Regions from separate parts of the Mus musculus genome. Here regions 2 and 3 are each linked to region 1. A link is a contact called in public promoter capture Hi-C data. All regions are on one chromosome and are shown on one strand. The core of a region is the stretch at or near the end of the contact, and the rest is flanking DNA. Distances in the headings are between cores, read along the strand shown.

The links. Promoter capture Hi-C pulls out the DNA fragments that hold promoters and counts their contacts.
Region 2: a promoter capture Hi-C map of pre-B cells shows a contact between it and region 1. The contact joins the promoter of Gins3 here to the promoter of Aktip in region 1.
Region 3: a contact with region 1 is called in a promoter capture Hi-C map of pre-B cells. The contact joins the promoter of Cnot1 here to the promoter of Aktip in region 1.

Annotation. Positions count from the first base shown.
Region 1 is chr8:91,132,385-91,135,380 of GRCm38.p6, reverse strand. Aktip (thymoma viral proto-oncogene 1 interacting protein) reads left to right here and starts at 1,354. Exons shown (of 10, transcript NM_001302266.1): 1 at 1,354-1,481.
Region 2 is chr8:95,632,240-95,634,992 of GRCm38.p6, reverse strand. It overlaps Gins3 (GINS complex subunit 3 (Psf3 homolog)), which reads right to left and starts at 1,434. Exons shown (of 3, transcript NM_030198.3): 1 at 1,210-1,434. The coding sequence starts at 1,395.
Region 3 is chr8:95,805,912-95,808,878 of GRCm38.p6, reverse strand. Cnot1 (CCR4-NOT transcription complex, subunit 1) reads left to right here and starts at 1,434. Exons shown (of 49, transcript NM_001372353.1): 1 at 1,434-1,546. It overlaps 4930513N10Rik (RIKEN cDNA 4930513N10 gene), which reads right to left and starts at 2,049. Exons shown (of 4, transcript NR_015574.3): 1 at 1-2,049.

The DNA.
Region 1 (2,996 bases), core at 105-2,604:
AGGAGATGTGGAAACAGAGAGCTAGAAGGGGAGCTGCCAACCAAGAGAGGCAGCTTGGTCTAAGAGACTGGCTAAGAGAGTAAGGGGTAAACTGAAAGGAGCAGGTAACCAAAATGGCTGAGTTACATGGGGAAGGGCTTCTAGGGAGAAAGGCAGCATGTTTCCCGGGCGGGGAAAAATTAGAGTAGGGGCCAGACATATCTTGTAACAAGTAGGGACTAAGGGATGCAGGCCACAGTAGAAACAGAGACTGTAGGCTGCAAGTCTGGCCATTTAAGATTTACACAGCCAAATATTGCCAGATTTCTTCCTTCCTTCCTTCCTTCCTTCCTTCCTTCCTTCCTTCCTTCCTTCCTTCCTTCTTTTTTTTTTTTTTTGGGGGGGGGGGTTCAAGACAGGGTTTTTCTGTGTAGCCCTGGCTGTCCTGGAACTCTGTAGACCAGGCTGGCCTAGAACTCGGAAATCTGCCTACCACTGCCTACCAAGTGCTGGGATTAAAGGCGTGCGCGCCACCACTGCCCGGCGCCAGAATTATTTCTTAAGTACATCAGTGTTGTTCGATAATAGTCGTTACAGAGGGTCATCTTGGCCACTGGGCAGAATTATGCTTTTCTCCAGAGAAACGGGGCTTTATGTCAGGCCAGAACTTCAGGATGCTTGTATCCGTTAGAGACACGTTCTTTGATACGCTAATGTGTTTAATGGCTGGTTGTAAATCAGGGTTGTCTTTTTTTTGGTTATGGGAATGGAACCTAATGCACATCAATCCCCGGGAAGAAACATTTACAGAATTCTTTCTAACAAGCCTGATAACTTTGGATTTATTGTAAAGGTAGCACTACCTCAGCTAAATTCTACTCTGTGTCACTTATTGTCTCCTAAGCAAGTTGATTAATAAATCCCATCACTCCCACCAGGGAGCTGCAGACCTCCCTCTCCAGCCAGTGGCTCAGAGTCCAGGCCTGGATACCGGCTGACGCTTGGCGGAGCCAAGAGCTAGCAGCAATCACTGCCGGAGACTGGCTATAGTGGCTGCCGCATAAACCTCTGGGTGGGTATCCATGGTGACTGACACACGCCACGTCCAATGGCGGCCTGGTGCCTGTTTGTTTCTCGTCCCAGCCTCCCCAGGGATTGAAGCTTCTTTGACTGACAGCTCGTCCCTGGGCGCTGTTACGTAAGGGGGAGGTACGAGCGCGGCCCCACCCGAGCGGCGCTAACTTGATTGGCAGGACGGAGCTCCAAGCCCCAACACCTCCCGGAAGTACGTTTTTGATGGACGGCGAGAGAGAGCCATTCGGCATGGGTATCCGAGCGGAAGCGCCCAGTCTAGGGCGTGTCCAGGGCGTGTCCCGCTGAGGGCAGGGCGGGGCGGGGCTCTGCGGGAGAGGAGCGGCAGGGGCCGGGCTGCAGGACAGCCGGAGATGCTGTTGGCCCGCGGTGGCGCTCGGCCCCCAGCGCTCCGCACCGAGGGCATCCAGGTAAGCGTCTCACCTCTGGGCTGGTGGCTACCGAGTCGTCAGGACAGAGGGTTTGTGTCCGCGGCCCGGCGTTCGGTTCCCTGGGGTGCGCTAGGGACCGGGGCGACGGCGGCCGCGCGGGGACACGGGGGCGGGGCCGCACCTGTGCGCTGCAGGCACCTGCTGCACCCGAGGAAGAGGGCGGCAGGGTTGGTGGCGCTCTGCTCCGCTTGGTCTGCCCCTCCTGCGCTGGGTCCCGTCTGTCTGGCGAGGGGCTGACATGAAGCCCCAGGCTCTCGGCCTCGGCTGCAGACTAGCGGGCCCAGCCAGCCTCCAACTCGCTTCCAGGCTAGGGCCGGGCACCAGCCTTACATCACCTCGGGACAGGTTTGTCCAGATTCTCTACGTGCTCCGAAATGGGATTGTGCCCCGGGCCAGGGTGCCCGGCCCAGCTAGCTGCCCAGCCAGCCGGGCTGTCGGAGGCCCGGGCTGTTTACTTTTCCTCGGTCCTGTCTGGTGGCCTCTTAATGTGGAATTTCGTAAACCCTTTTTGGGGTGATAACATTAGTTAGCTCTGTGTCACAGAAGAACGATGGTAGCTAGGTCTCATTGGCCCTCTGCGGTATACTCACTGTCGCATAGGTGAAGATGCAGACTTCGCTCAGCTGTGTAAATGCATGCAATCATTTTTTTTTTTTAAGAGTCAGAGGAGCAGGAAGTCTGGTGGTATTTTCTGCGAATAAGGATGGAACCTGTTTTCCTTACATCTGTCATTACTATTGGACGATGTCATGCTATGCTTATGGTAGATTGCTCATCTAGCAAACTGTAGTTTCTGAAAAGTTGGCTACGGTTCCTTGTGCTTATGTTGCTATTGGAACCACTGAGTTAAAAATATGGCTGCGCTGGACGGTACATGGTACCTTTTGGAGGAACTGAGGGCCATGTACTGAATTTTTAAAGGCAGAAGACATGAAAGGTGCCCAGTGCCAGTACATTTACAAATAGGAAATGCCACGCCTCTCAAGAGGTGAAGAAAAACCTTGAGAAAACATGTGTGTCTAGGCAGTGGGTTACTAGTCCTTAAGGAAAATATATAGTTTTCATTTGAGCCAAACAGGAACATAACCCTCCTTGAATTTTTGATGCACTATGGTGTCAGCCACCTTTAAAAGCAGGTTTGCAAAGCCCTACCTGGCTGCAAGTCAGCAAGTTAGTGGGAGAAGTGGGATCCCTGTCCTCTGGTTTAATTACTGGGTGACACTGTCTCCTGGAAAGCACGGCAGCAGTTATAGGCACTGGCTGGTACCCACCCATGGATGCTATATGCCCACAAGGCACTGCTGATTAGAGATACTGGTATAGCATTGCTTCTTAGAAATGTGAGTTTTGACCCCTTTCACCTTCAGGGATATAAATAAGAAGCCATCCTTTTAAACTCAGCAGACTTTGTGGAGGGAGTCTTGCAGCTGAGCTGGCTACTTTTGTGTCTGTCTTTGTATATTTACTAAGCCACCCACTGACCTTGTGGTCTTT
Region 2 (2,753 bases), core at 185-2,684, 4.5 Mb before region 1:
AAAGGAAAAAAGAAAAAGAAAAAAAGACCCAAACTCGGCAGGATATCTTGTTCAGTAGAGTGTAAGAGCTCAACTAAATCCTAGCCATACAGTGGTGACACACACCTTTAATCCCAGCATCAGGGAGGCAGAGGCAAAAGGATTGCTGAGTCTGAGGCCAGCTTGGTATACAGAGCCAGTTTATGTCAGCCAAGGCTACACAGAGAAACTCTGTCTCAAAAACATTAAAAAAACAAAAACAAAAGACTCCTAAATCTTTCTCTATGACAATGGGGAGCCAATAAGTTGACATTTGGGGTAGAACTCTGTGGTAGCATGCTTGCCTGGCATGTGAAACGCTCCAGGATTCACCCCCAGTCCTGGAATATTCTTCAAAAACATGGCGGTCGACTCTGAAGAGTCGACTTACAAAGGACTGTGAGGTTGAGAAGCAGCCCAGGGAGCAAAAATGAGCCTTTCTGTTGTTGAAAAAGTAAAAATGTGGTGTTTTACTTTGAGAAAAAGTACCTAGAAATAGACAGAGACAAAATTGATACCCTTCCAAACAAAACTTAAAGGACCTAACGGGAAATGAAAGTAACCATTGCAAGTTACGCTCTTGGGACAAACTCGTACTTGAAGCCATAGAGTCCAAGGTTCGAATCCCAGTTCACCATTTACTGGAGGACCCTGGCTTTGTTAACCCAGCTTTTGTTAGGTTTATGGGAGGGCAAAAGGCTTAATACGGGAAGCTGCAGTTGCCATTTTTCAGTGCGACACTGAAAATTGTTATGAGCAACCTTTTACCGAGGACTGCCTTGGTTAAGCCAGCACGGACTTACTGTGGAACCCTGGCTGAGGTACTCACTCTTTGTAGAATTGCCTAAGCGAGAAGATGACAATTTATCCCCCCATCACAGACTCCCATCCCCTGATGGACAGTCGGTCCTCGGAAACAGGCTGCAGACACTGTCATAATTGTGCCGAGTGCGCATGACAATCTGCAGTTCCCAGACTTCGAAACTTCAAATAAGTTTTATGGAAACCATGAATAGAACCAAGAGACCCTGAGATGATGGGCTGGAGCCAAAGCCAATGACTTTGGAAAGTTTGAAGACTAAGATCGGTGGCGGGAGAGTCCTCCGAGTGCTGTGCAGCTTCCCGGGACCCCCGAGGACTCCCACCGCCTCCAGATCTTGGAAACCTCTGCCCCGGCCGGGCTCGCCTCACCTGAGGGAGCGGATGGTCCGGCTCGGAGCCCGCGCCCCGCTCCAGGAAGAAGGCTCCCAGGCGCGGCATGGGCGTCTCGACCCGCACCGGCAGCTTCTCCTGCGACATCAGGATGTCGTCCAAAGACAGGAAGTTCTCCTCCGGCCCCAGAGCGCCCGACTCCACTGGGAAATACGCCTCGGACATGGCAGCTCGCAGCACAGTCAGGGATGAGGAGGGCGCGCCACCTCAGCGAACTAGGGCCGGCTTCAAACTCGCTTTCCCGCGCCGCACTCGCCAGACCCGAGCAGTCGATTTCGGCGAGCCTGCGGCCGCTCAGGCAAAAGCAATCAATAAGGTCACAGATTGGGTCCAGTGTCCCCGCCCAATGCGGAAGCCCTGGATGAGTCGGCCGGAAGTCCTCCTGCAGCTTGTAGACTAGGCTGGGGAAGGTATATGAAGCTTGAACATCATTGAAGGGACAGCATGTGTCTGTACTAACGGAACTGTGTTCATGCAGCCTTTAAATACACACATAGAATTTAAAAACATCTTTGGGGATTCAAGTAATATCATTTTACACTATGTATTCCAGCCCTCATTAATCCCGCTTTTATTGCATTTTCACTGGTAGGTTAATTATTGTCTTTGAAAACAACAGAAGAAACTAAAACGCAAGCACTAGTCCAAATGTTTAACTGTGTGCTAAGTTACAAATTATTTGTAGTATTTTGGCCGGGTGTAGGTTCAGGTGGGGTGGGAGTCTAGATGGAGTGGTAGATTTATATATGGCTGGAAGATCTGAAGTTCAGGGCCTTGCTCTACTGTCAACTGGCAAAGTCCTCGTGTGGTGATCAGTTTGGGTTCCTGAAAGAGGAAACTAGACCAGTTTCCTAGTCTTTTCACAGCCACTCTGCAAGCGGGAGCTCCTATATCAAATGCGATCACAGGTAGAGTACCTGAGAACAAAGGAAAGACCACGGTTGCTTGGTTGCTTGGTCCTAGATTTGGCGGTACATACATGAATACAGGTTGAGGCAGATTGTTGCGAGATTTGCTACCGAATTTACCTACTGTAGGAGGGCATTCCTGAGGTAGTGGTTTGTGAGCAACACAGGAAAGGGGGCGAGCATGCCTTTCATCTTTTGTATTCCTTTTTAGTTTTGAATGAAATAATTTGTTAATGTATTTACATAATTCACTACATTTAAGCAATAGCCTTCTAAATATGGACTAGAACTTTACATATGCTAAGCAATAGTCACTTGCTTTTTCTTGCCAAAAACACTTGTATCACATGAATGCTTGAAGTATTTACACCACTTTCTTTACTTTTTATTCCTCTTCTTTTAACAACCATTGCTCTAGTCAGTTTAAGACATTTTATTCCAGACAGCTACTTTAAAAAGTTGCAATAATGTCAAGCATGCTGGCACATGCCTAGAATCCCTGGACTGGGGAAGCCAAGGCAACAGGATCTCAGGGTCGAAACAAGACCAGGTTATAGGGCAAGGCCTTATCTCTAAAACAATTATGACTAATGTGCTTGTTGACAAGAGCGGGTC
Region 3 (2,967 bases), core at 185-2,684, 4.7 Mb before region 1:
CTGCTGAGACTCTCATCTCAGTCCCGGGGCATCCAATGCCTTCCTGGGTACCAGGTCCACACTCTCTAGGTGAACATATATATAGGCAAGCACTCAGACACTTTTTTTTTTTCATCTAGGGGTTGGAAAGATGGCACAGAGATTACAAGAGCTGGCTGCTTTTCCAGAGGACCCACCCAGTGGCTCACAACCGTTCACTTCCAGAGGGACGGGCATCCTCTTCTGACCTCTGAGGACATTGTACATGCATGGTGCATAGATTTACATGCAAGCAAACGCCTGTACACGTAAAATAAGTAATAAAAGTCTTTAACACATCTCTTTAAAGTTCAAATAGTACTGGTATGAGAGGTTACGTCTATTATCATCTCAGTATTTTGGAAGATTGCAAGGAGCTCAAGGTCAATTTATGCTTCTTAGTATGTTTCAGGCCAGCCTGGACTACAGTTGGGTTAACTGAAAGAGACCTTGTTTCAAAACTCAAACAAAAAGTCTAAAAGATAGGAGGACACAGTGGATAACGTAGCCTTTTATCCAAGAAGCAAAAGGCATTGGCATCCTTGAGAATAGCCAAGAGCAGGAGGAGAACTTCTGTTTCTATATCTCTGCAAAGCGTCCCTGCTTCAAAAGACAAATGGAAAACAAACTTTAAAAGAGCCAGGATTAGGTGGGCATCTGGGAGACTACATTCTCCAGCATGCATTGCTGCTCTAGGGCGCAGACAGTGATGGAAGAGACCACGTTACTTTTGCGACAGGAATAGGCGGGGCGTGCGACTACATAACCCAGGATGCAAAGGACCTCAACTTTGCCCCGCGTCTGACGCCTTCTGATGACTGGTGCTCCTTGCTAAAGAGATCCGAGGGGTGGACAATGCTTCCGCTGGGAACCCGCACAGCCTCTCGGACCGTGACATTTCGAAAGACGAAGGAAAGTAGACGAGCATCACCCTGTCTCTAAGTTAGAGTAGTTTGTGCGCAGGGTGGCAATGCATTAACGAGCTCCCTTCCGTATTTTTTTGTTTCCCGGAGGCAATGACCAGCCAGTCCCCATAGGTCGAACACCTCGAAGGCTTATGTCTTCGAGTCCCAAATCGAAGTTCCCAACGTCTAACCATTGGCTTACACCCGGGTGCGCAGGCGCCCAGACTCGGACCCAGTCCCAGGGCTGATGAGCGGCAATTGGCCTGAGCCCCGCAAACTAGGAGTCTGGATTGGTGGTTGCTAGCAGGAGCCTGGTTTCTTCCTCGACTTCTGCGAGTGATTAGTGTGTGATTGGTTTAAATCCGCGGGTACCCATCGGCGATTGGACCGCCGTTGCGGTCAGCGCGCGGCCATTGGCTGGGCGCTAGGGCCATCCCTCCGCCAAAGCGGGCAGCGAATGGTGAAATGGGAACTGGGAGGGGAAAGGCCGCGACGTGAGCGCGCGACCTCGGGCGCCATTTTGTCGAGAAAACAAGCGGAGTTAACCGAAGAGGGGGGTCGAGGAGAGCCGGAGTCGAGGACCCAGGAGTTTCCTGTGTCCAGCGCTGCGGGAGCCGACTGAGGTGAGGCGGGCTGGGGCTGCGGTTGGAGGTGGCGGAGGCTGGGAGTGTCAAGCTCGGGACGCGGGTCCGGGTGGGAGCGGTACCGGGGGTGGGGTGGACTGGGGACCCTGGAAGCCTTTTCCCGGGGCGTCGGGACTCGGGCAGGCGAGCCGGAGACGTGGAGCCAAGGCGGGAGGGGACGGACTCGGCCCGCTCGCGGCGGCTTTGCTCTCTTGGAGAAGGGAGACCGGGGGCTCACGTTCCTGGATTCGGAGCGCCCGGGCGCGGGTGAGCAGCTCCGGAGCGGCTCGGCCTGGAGGCCTTGCCTGGAGGCTTCGAGGATGGCGGCGGCGGAGGTGGCAGTTCGGATCCCAGGGCCTCGGCTCGCCGCGCGCGCAGGGCTGCAGCCTCCTCGGAGCGCACGAGCTCCTCAACTGTCCCTTTCCTCCCGGGCTCCCGGATGGGGGGCTATGGGCGCGGGCGCCCGCGGCCTACCTAGGTTCCTCGCTGGGCGGGCGGGCCAGGGGGCGGGTTTGGAGTTGCTGCCGATTCGTAGCGCTTTCCGGGGACTCCCTCCCCTCCTGCGCCCCCCAGCACGTTGTCAAGCCCCTCGCTTTTGGCTGCTTGGCGGTGGGAGGGGCGGGCGGGCGGGAGTGAGCACTTCCGTGTTACCCTTCTCGCTACAGGTTTTTTGTTCCACTCGCGCGCCCCGGCGCTCGCACTTTCTAACAAGTCGATAGCCCCCCAACTTAAGTCACCTAGGTCCCTGTGCGGTTGGTAGTGTTGGTTCTGCCTGTCCCAACGCCCCCAACCCTCCAACCGGCAACTACCGGCAGATGCCCACCAGTGAGCAGAATGCTTGTGGGTCTTGATTTGGTGCAGATCTTGGAGAGATCTTAGGTTAAGCCTAAGGCTAATAAGCAAACACATTTGGCCATGCCACCAGGTCCGGGAGGGAGCTCACCCACCTGTGCTCACAGACATTACTTGCAGGAGGAGTGCTTTGTAGGTTTTGAAAAGAAGTGCTTTTCAAAGTGTTGTATGGAAAATTAAGCTTCATGAGAGGTAAACGTTCCCCAGAAGTCACCTCGACAAATATTACAGTCCCACCTTCCGTGGACATTTAATCCAGGCAGGCCTTGTATCAGTGAGCTCTAGCCCCAGATGTCGAGTTTCTTTGGGGCCTATATACTTCTTTTTCCTCTCTATTCAAAACCGAGTAACAGTACTTGAGTTTTCCGGTTTTGTTGCAGTTCGGTCCCTTGTGATTACAATGGAGAGGGGGGGGAACCCAACAACAATCAGCCAATAATTGAGTGGGTGTACTGCTTATTAGAGAAAATACCAGCATTTCCCTCCTGACCTCTCTTTGGAAAAGTAGTATACATGTGTGAAAATGGTGGAGGTAGAAATGGGACCTGTTTTCAGTGCTGTGTGAGGAC